Linked DNA regions of Zea mays: region 1 is linked to region 2. The links are chromatin contacts, called in public Hi-C maps. All regions are on one chromosome and are shown on one strand. The core of a region is the stretch at or near the end of the contact, and the rest is flanking DNA. Distances in the headings are between cores, read along the strand shown. Region 1 holds the start of LOC103626626 (putative adagio-like protein 2). Region 2 holds the start of LOC103626617 (protein CHLOROPLAST IMPORT APPARATUS 2).

Region 1 (4,368 bases), core at 1,563-4,062, 740 kb before region 2:
TTGGTTGTGGTATCGTAGCAGACTGGTCCGGCTTGGCCAGTATGTAAAGAGTCAAGCTCCTTATGTCCTGGCTAGGTACATGCGTAGACTTTTGTTTGGTTGTTAGCATTAGTATATTCAGGTTGGATATAGCTAGTGTTTGGTTGTTTGCATCAGAACAAAGATCAAATAAAATAAATAAATAAATCTTCAATATTTATATAACAAATGTGGTCTAGTTTTGTTTATAAAAATGTTAAGAACATATATCTAAAATTAGTTTAGTGATTGGATATTTGAACTAAGAGATATGGTAAAAAAAGCTAAAGAGAATATTTTTGGAATCCGTCTCATGGCAGAGAGGTGCATGCCGTCAGCCTGCATCCGCTCAAACGCAGGTCGCGGGCGTATGTAGCGAGCCTGGCCCGACCTCTGAATTTCCATGCGCTCGGCTTGGATGCACAAGTCACTCAACCAAACACGACATGCTTTGAAGATCCACGGGTGCAGGTGCAGCTAGCCAAACAGACGGTAAAAGAACTTAGTTACCAGTACCAGTCTACCACTGGTAATATATTGTGGTCAGCACATAACTTCTTTTCTAAGGTAAAAGAGTAGGATTCTGCTTTTGCTGATGCCGTCAACAACCTTGACCATCGTGCCGGCCAGGTATTACTAAATCTTTCTTGAGACATCTGGCCAAATTTATTTAAATTTGTTCCATTGTGGCACATGTGTGTGTTTGTGAGATTGTGGGGTTTAGTCCCACCTAGGTAGTTGAGGCTGAGGGTGAGTTGGACCAACATACAAGTCTTCTAGAGTAGATTCTATAACACCAACTGAGCAACCCTGTGTTAACCCCTTTATGGGAATCGAGAACGAAAGCATAAGTAGGCTGGCCAGCATGCTGAGTGGTTCTAAAAAAGGGCAGAGCCAGTGCCGGAGGCTCTGACATGAGTGGCTCTAGGGAAGATAAACCAAGGCGAGCCTCACTCAGTGAGACACCTCTTACAACTGCATCAAGCCTGCCCTTTACATATCACTCTGCAAACTGAGTGGTTCTAAAAGACCAATAAAATTTTTACAATAGCAATCTGCAGATTAAGAGGAAGTGTGCAAATTGGAGCCAGAAGATGAAACATGTATGGAAAGGAACATATCATCAACGTATGTGATTTGTCACCGCCAGACTGAACTATACAAATATTTTAGAAACTAGCTTCAGTAAACGATTGAATCCACACTGTTCAAGAAAAATAAACCAGCTCCATCAATTCTCAAGGGATACTTGACTCATGTGAAACATCGTTCTAGGCTGCAAATAGATCATTTTCCTTCCAAATGGTGTGAAGAAGTGTACAATAACAACAAAACAAAAAAGCCTTTTAGCCCCAAGCAAGTTGGGGTAGGCTAGAGTTGAAACCCAACAGAAGCTACAAATCAAGGTTTGGTCATGAGAATAGCTGTTTTCCATAAGGTTAAATCTTTGTGTATGTCAAACTGTGAAGAAGTGTAAACATCCTTAAAATATTCTCCCTTGCTACTTATGCTAGGATAAAATTTCAAGAGGTAAATAAATTGTTTTCATCTTAGATTCCCACTCCCTAGCAAACAATTTGATGGATTAGGAGTTATAAAATCGATTTGGGCCAACCATTTTTTGGAAACCACACTCTCTAAGGAGAATCTAGAAGCAACATGTCATATACACCAAACACCATCTTGACTATGGTTGCTGCAGTAATTCATGCAAATGGAAACCTTGATTAATCATGGTTCAGAAAGCTTAAACTAATAACACCAGAAAAGAAATAAAACTGCATTTTAGCAATTTAACCTAGCAAAGCAGCTAAATAGCACCACGATTTGATTCGAGACAGCCATTCCAGACCCAAATATTAGCTATGAGCTACGGAATACTGCTGAAGTCACCACGAAACAGCAACAAGCACATAGGCTGTTTGGTTTGGGGAATGACCCCGTCTGGCATCAGTGCGTCCAGCATGTGTTCGACCGACTATTTCAAGAGGAACGAGTAGATGCCGTGAATATACTGGCGGAGGGTGCGATCTCATGGCGGATGCGTTGGTTCCCCTTGCCAAAACAAACAACCCACCGAGGTTCGGATGACTCCCCCCGGTGTCATTCCATGAACCAAACACGCTATAAAAACCTCCCGTGGTGAATCACGCGCCCCAAGCGCCTCCTCTAGCAACGAACAAATCCCCCACCCCGTGGTTATCGAATCGAAACAGGAGCCGGCAGGTCAGTCGGCTCACCAGTTCCTCCCAAGCACCTCCTCGGCGCTGTATCCAGTGGAGCTCTCGAACCCGCGGTTGACGTAGATGATGGGGAAGTCGGGCTCGAGCGCGTCGGAGACCACCATGCCGCACGCGCCCAGCACGCCCTCGATGGCCAGCGAGAACCCCGGGCCCGCGTCCCCACCCCCGGGGCGGACCTCTTCTTCCTCCTCGTCATCGCCGCCGTCAGAATCGCTGTCCCACTCCATCGCCGCGGGAACCCTAGCCCATGCCGGGGCGCGCCGCTAGGGTTTGTGGTCGGAGCGGGGGCGAGAAGGGCGGATTTATACGGAGGCGGGACCGGATTGGCGAGGTCAACCGCGAGGGTAATCGGGGGAAGGGAGGGGAGGGCAGGGCAAGGCGGCGGCACTGGACAGGACTGGAAGGTGGTGGAGGAGGGAGCAGCGACGAACGAGTGGACGACGACGGCGAGGCGAGGCGTTTGGGACTTTGGGGAGATGAGAGAGCCGGGTGGCCGATCGGCGCCGTCGGATCTCAGGGTCCAGGGCGGGTGGACGGCTGAGATCGTCCTCATGATGTGCGTATCTCTATCGTGAGCTTTAAAAGGCGGGGACCTGATAGCCCACGTAACCCGTTAGCCCGCTAATTGTTGGATCTGACGTGAACACGGTATGGACCGTTCGATCGCCTCGCAGCAGGTCTTCCGCCCATTAAGCCACGAACCCGGAAGGTCGCAGCATGGGCAACGCTGGTAGTAGCACTTAAGCACGTGTGAATCGAGTGGGGCGTGGATTCAGTGTCCTTTAGTACCCTCGTATTCAAGCTGAAATGACAGCATGAGGCACATTCATTATGCACATGCCTGTTTTATTATATTAAAGAAATCAGTTGTTTGTATGTGTTAGGCGTTGTTCATTTACATCGGATTGTACCCAGAATCGTTTTAGCTAATCAAAGTTTATATAAATTAGAGAAGCAATCCGGCTAGAAATCATTCCGACCCACCAATCCGACAAAAACGAACAAGGCCTTAGTTGTCTCCTAACCTGCTGCATCTCATAATGACTTAAAAGTTAAAAACTATTTTGATTGCATTTCAACCAAATATTATACTTCATTATCATTTTTCTTTTTTAATAATCTGAGTACTCGGCTGTTCGTTTTCTTGAACCATGGCAAATATTGATGTTGTAGCCATTGTCATTTCAGTTGCTTAGATAAGTAAATTTTAATAAATAAATGCTGATACAGACTTGTCGGCGTTTCGAGACCGGGGGTCCCTGGGCCAACGAGTGAATGTCGCCGCGTGCCCCAGCCCAGATGGGTCGGCGCGAGGCCGAGCGCGAAGGGGGGAGAAAGGTGGCCGGAGACAGGCGTGAGAGAGGTGGAAATCCCGCGGCCTTCGTGTTCGTCCCGCGCCCAGGTCGGGTGCGCTTGCAGTAGGGGATTACAAGCGTCCACGCAGGAGAGGGAGCGAGCGGCTTCAAGCGAGCGCCTGTCTCGTCCTCGTCCCCGCGCGGCCAACCCTCTCTAAGAGGGCCCTGGTCCTCCCTTTTATAGGCGTAAGGAGAGGATCCAGGTGGCGCCGCGCTGAGTTGACGCCTCAGGGGCATCTTCCGGTGGGCGGCCCTGGGGCTGCTTGTCCTTCTAGAAGATAGCCTCGACCGCCTCCTGGCCAGAGGCGAACTTGGTGGCGATGTCCATCAGCTCGCTCGCCCTGGTGGGGGTTTTGCGACCCAGCTTGCTCACCAGGTCGCGGCAGGTGGTGCCGGCGAGGAACGCGCCGATGACATCCGAGTCGGTGATGTTGGGCAGCTCGGTGCGCTGCTTCGAGAATCGTCGGATGTAGTCCTGGAGAGACTCTCCCGGCTGCTGTCGGCAGCTTCGGAGGTCCCAGGAATTCCCAGGGCGCACGTACGTGCCCTGGAAATTGCCGGCGAAGGCTTGGACCAGGTTGTCCCAGTTGGAGATCTGCCCCGGAGGCAGGTGCTCCAACCAGGAGCGAGCGGTGTCGGAGAGGAATAGGGGGAGGTTGCGGATGATGAGGTTGTCATCGTCCGTTCCACCCAGTTGGCAGGCCAGCCGGTAGTCCGCGAGCCACAGCTCCGGTCTCGTCTCCCCCGAGTAC
Region 2 (4,334 bases), core at 480-2,979:
ACGCCTTGAGCACCTCGTCGGCGTCCAGCTTCAGCCCCAGCCCGGTCTTTGGCGCCTTCACCGGCGCGCTTTCAGCGTCGCCGTCGCCATCAGCTTCCTCCTCCTTGCATTTCGCGCTGGGAAGCAGCTCCTCTTTTCCCTTCGCCCCCATCATGACCTTCTCCACCTTCACCACCTTCTTCTTCTTGCTTTTGTTCTTCTCCGGAGCGGCGGCGGGCTGTGGCTGTGACACTGCGGCGTTTGACGCCGGCGGTGTCGGTGGTGCAACCGTTAGGTCCTTTACCGGCACTGCCGGCCACATCCACCAGGCGCCATCGTCGTCCCGCCGCTTCAGTGCGCGGTTGAGGTTGGGCCGAGCGCCGTGCCGGGACCCGAGGCCGAGCTCGAACCTGCCGGCGAGGCCGACCACCATGAGGCTCCTGAGGTAGGGGTGGATGCCGGAGCTGGACAGGATGGAGTCATCGGACGTGGTGGCGGCGGTGCTGTTGCTCTCGACGGTGAGGCTGCCCATGATGCCGTCGAGGCCCTCGGCCGCGGCCGCGGCCTCCTCGACGTCGAGGATGGACTCGGCGTCGAAGCCGTCGTCGTCGAAGTCGATCTCGCCGAGCTCGTTGACGTCGACGGTGTCGGGGCTCGCCGGCGACGGCGCCGGGTCGCGGAAGTCCCGGAACGCGCTGCTCACGGGGGCCGGCGACGAGCAGTTCTTGGCGGCGGACGGGCTCTGCGGCTGCGGCAGCGGCGACGGCGCGGGTATGTCTCGGAGCAGGAATGCGGAGTCGGCGAGGACGGGGAGCGGCGGGAGGAGGTCGGAGGAGGAGGCGTCGAGCGCCGCCGCGAGCCCGGAGAGCTGCCGCGACGACGGCGGGCGCGGCGGCGCCGTCTTGGGGCTCTTCTTGACGGGGAAGACGGAGGGGTGGATGGACGCCAGCAGCGCGGCGGCCTCGTTGTACGCCTGGTTCGGCCGCTTCCGCGGCGCGCGCGCCCGCTTCAGCGACACGGACGTCGCCGACGACGACGCGTTGGACGCCTCCGACAGCGTCGACGACGGCGACGAGTGCACCGGGCGCAGCGGCGACGAGTGCGCGCCCGGCGACGCCGCCGCCTTCACCATGTCCAGGTCCAGCCGCAGGCCCGTCGGCATGCAGGAAGACGACATTGCACCGGCTCAACGGCAACAGCTGTAACCGTTCAAACGATCGCCTTCGCCTTCGTTTTCTCGGAAGGGAAATGGAGCAGCTCCAGCCTCCAGCTACCCTTGGATTAATTCCACGACCATGAATCCAAGAACACTGGGGCAAGAATGGCTGAACAACCTAATCGATCAAGCCCTTTCCTCCTCCCCAAAAAAGCCTAACATTCAAGAAACCCAAACACTTTGGCAGTTGCCTCCACCTGGGGCACCAACAACACCTTGGGAGAAGATGAGGTGAAAAAAAAATACTGTCTTTACAGCTGCTGCACATGCACTCCTCTTCTGTGGAGAGAAGAGGATAAGAAGCGGAGTAAACAGCCAAGAGCACTAGAGCAAAACAAAAGAAAAGGGAGAATTCCCTGAACTGAATTGAGAAGCTGTGTTGGGATTGGAGACGAATGGAGAGAGCAGAAATGGTACTTCTTGGTCCTTTGGAGGATGAGAGAGAAAAGATATTGTATGGGGGGGGGGGGGGGGGGGGGGAATTGGAGCTGGTTGGGGCTTGGGGGATGAGGAGGAAGAAAGGGTTCAAGCGAAGGCGGTACAGGGTGGGGTTTTAGAGGGCCTGGGCATGGAGGATGGCCACAGCCACAGGATGAGACAAGCCACCCTCTCACTCACCATGTCCCTTTCTCTTCTGTCTCCTGCTGCCCTGAGGGACCCATGCCATTCCAGGCCCCCCACAGCTAGCGTTTTGGGCAGCCCTTCTTCTCCGAGTCATATATGTGCTCTTTATTCATCCTTGCACATGTGTCGTTGGGATTGCTTTGCTTGGTCATCTGAGATTTGCAGACGGACAAATGAGACCAATTTGCCCTACCTCCCAACATTCACCATCCTCCCCATTTTTGTTTTGTTTTGAGGAAGCTCACTGGATGACTGAAGATGTTTTTATTTGTATGTGTATGCCAGCCAACTACTGCAAGTCTGTCTCACAAAGTAAGGCACCTGGTAGTAGCAAGAACCGTATGTGTGATTCACACATTTGTTTAAGCAAAGATAGATGCCAATGTGTGGAGAAAAGGAGGGAAAAAATGAATTATACACACTAAGAGATGGTCGCAGCTGGTGAAAATTGTAAGAAATACTTTGACGATTGTTGACTATATAGGTGTAAGAAGCAATAATGATCATGAGAATGTCAATGGACTAAATAGTCCATTAGCAAGGGTTTATATACGAAGGAGACCGACATGCTACAAGAGAGAGACTCCTAGCTGTCATCGCCTCTTTTTCTACTCTTTTTCTACGCGATGCTAACACACCAGCGGGTAGCGTTTACGGATGGATACCATAGATATGCTACTAATATTGTTGCAGTGTTGATCAACAATGAACATGAGAGCATGGGTAAATGTGTCGCTGCTGCTGGTACACGAGGAAGTGCCGACTGCTTCCACTATATCGTTGTGCTATCTTCTTCTGCCGCGCTAAACATCGGTGGTAACGATTCATGATCCTCTATTCGTATGTTATCTTGACTGAACGCGGTAGATACATGAATGTATAGCGTACCGTTTCTCCACAACAATTCGTTAGGACTCGCCGACGGGTCAAATTTCACTCTCTTCCAAATGCTTTGATCTCACGGCATTGGTATTTTTAAAGAACTTAATTGGAATTTTGTTTCTTGGTTGTCTCCTTGTAAGCATGCACGCTATGGATTAATGATATTTTTTTTCTAGAGACGGCAGTGCCCAATGAAACATGGGGATAAGCATTACTTAATGGCAATCTCTTTTGGACTAACACAGCTTGTCGCTATGCCTCTCTTGTGCTGTATGAAAAGCAAACCTTTGAAGCTTAGTGTTTCCCCCCATGCATATGTTTTTTCCTTGTTGGTGAATTGTCAAGTACCACACCCTTGTCCTGATCCATGTCTGCGATGAGCAGGTGTTAAATATATATATATACACACATACAACTAATGTAATTGGGCATCCAATAGTAACAAACATATATTATTTTTGTTATGATCTTTTTCCTTTCTATAGTGGACTGGAATAAAAATACTAGTACTATACAGTGGCATTATATTTGTTTGAACTTGCCATGTTGGCATTTCCTGTGAACTTTTTGGTCGATTCAGCACGGCAAGCTGCCAGCAGCCTGAATGACGAAGTACACACACATGAGTTCTTTTATTTACACCTTTTTTCTATTTCGGTAAGAGGACAAATATATTCCAGAATAATGGGGTATAGGGTCCAACCAACCAAGTGCGGTCAATATATATAGCTAAATGTGGGTCGAGAAATGAGATTCCAGATTCTGGTAGTATCTCTGGCATGCATTTGTAGATTTAGATTCTTATATACAAGGGTATCTAAAATACATGATGGCGGAGGGGTATCTGAATCGTATTTCTATTTATCAAGCAAATGCACGTCATATTTGTTGTAAAATAATGTATGTCCCTCTCTCTCTCTCTCTTTTTTTTTAAAAGTCACTAGCCCATCGAGGAGGAGATTGCTACACACTTGTATTTCATAAAAGTTGTTGGTTGGCACATGAAAATTGGTGACAAATCTGTGACCAAAAGTACTAACTTTGCAAAAAAAAGTCATGAAATGATAAATCTCAGTAAGCTCTACTTAGTGTACCTTAGTGTTTTAGCCATGCATTCCGAAGGTTGTAACTAGGGTTGAAAAACGGACGGGTAAAATTCCGATCCGTACCGTTTTCCACATTTGACCATTTGTTTTTGCGAAAAAAAATTGTATAGCACTAGTAAACAAACGAAAACAGAGTGTTGCGCCTCTCTGTATCGATTTGTTCCATGTGTGTTGCCTTGCCAATTAGTCACCAGTTAGTCATCAATACCACGCATGTTTGTATTAAATTACGAGCTTTCGCTTAATATTCTCGTTCTTATTTGTTTTCGTACACCCCATTTATCCCGTTTCTGTTCCCAGCTATTCCGTGCCCGATCCCGTTTATGGTGATAAAACGCGAAAACGGGAACAGAAGAAGGGTTTTCCGCCCGTTTTCATCCCTAATTGTAACAAGCAACAAACAAATTGAGCAAAAGCGATGGATATCTTCGTGAAAAAGGGCGGCTACCTTATTGATTTTGGTTTGGTGCTTAGTTGTTATTAGTCTCGTTCGGTCTCTCTGCTTTTATGCCTTTTTTGAAATATTC

What was found. A called contact is a pair of places that touch in the nucleus more often than the background predicts.
Region 1: a contact with region 2 is called in a Hi-C map of ear, with 2.1 times the contacts expected there. The contact joins the promoter of LOC103626626 here to the promoter of LOC103626617 in region 2. A contact is called at or near these places in 2 of 25 Hi-C or Micro-C datasets (ear and leaf).

The regions. Positions count from the first base shown.
Region 1 is chr5:82,646,303-82,650,670 of Zm-B73-REFERENCE-NAM-5.0, reverse strand. It overlaps LOC103626626 (putative adagio-like protein 2), which reads right to left and starts at 2,812. Exons shown (of 2, transcript XM_008647029.4): 1 at 2,259-2,812. The coding sequence starts at 2,488.
Region 2 is chr5:81,909,890-81,914,223 of Zm-B73-REFERENCE-NAM-5.0, reverse strand. LOC103626617 (protein CHLOROPLAST IMPORT APPARATUS 2) reads right to left here and starts at 1,729. Exons shown (of 3, transcript XM_008647021.3): 1 at 1-1,729. The coding sequence starts at 1,156.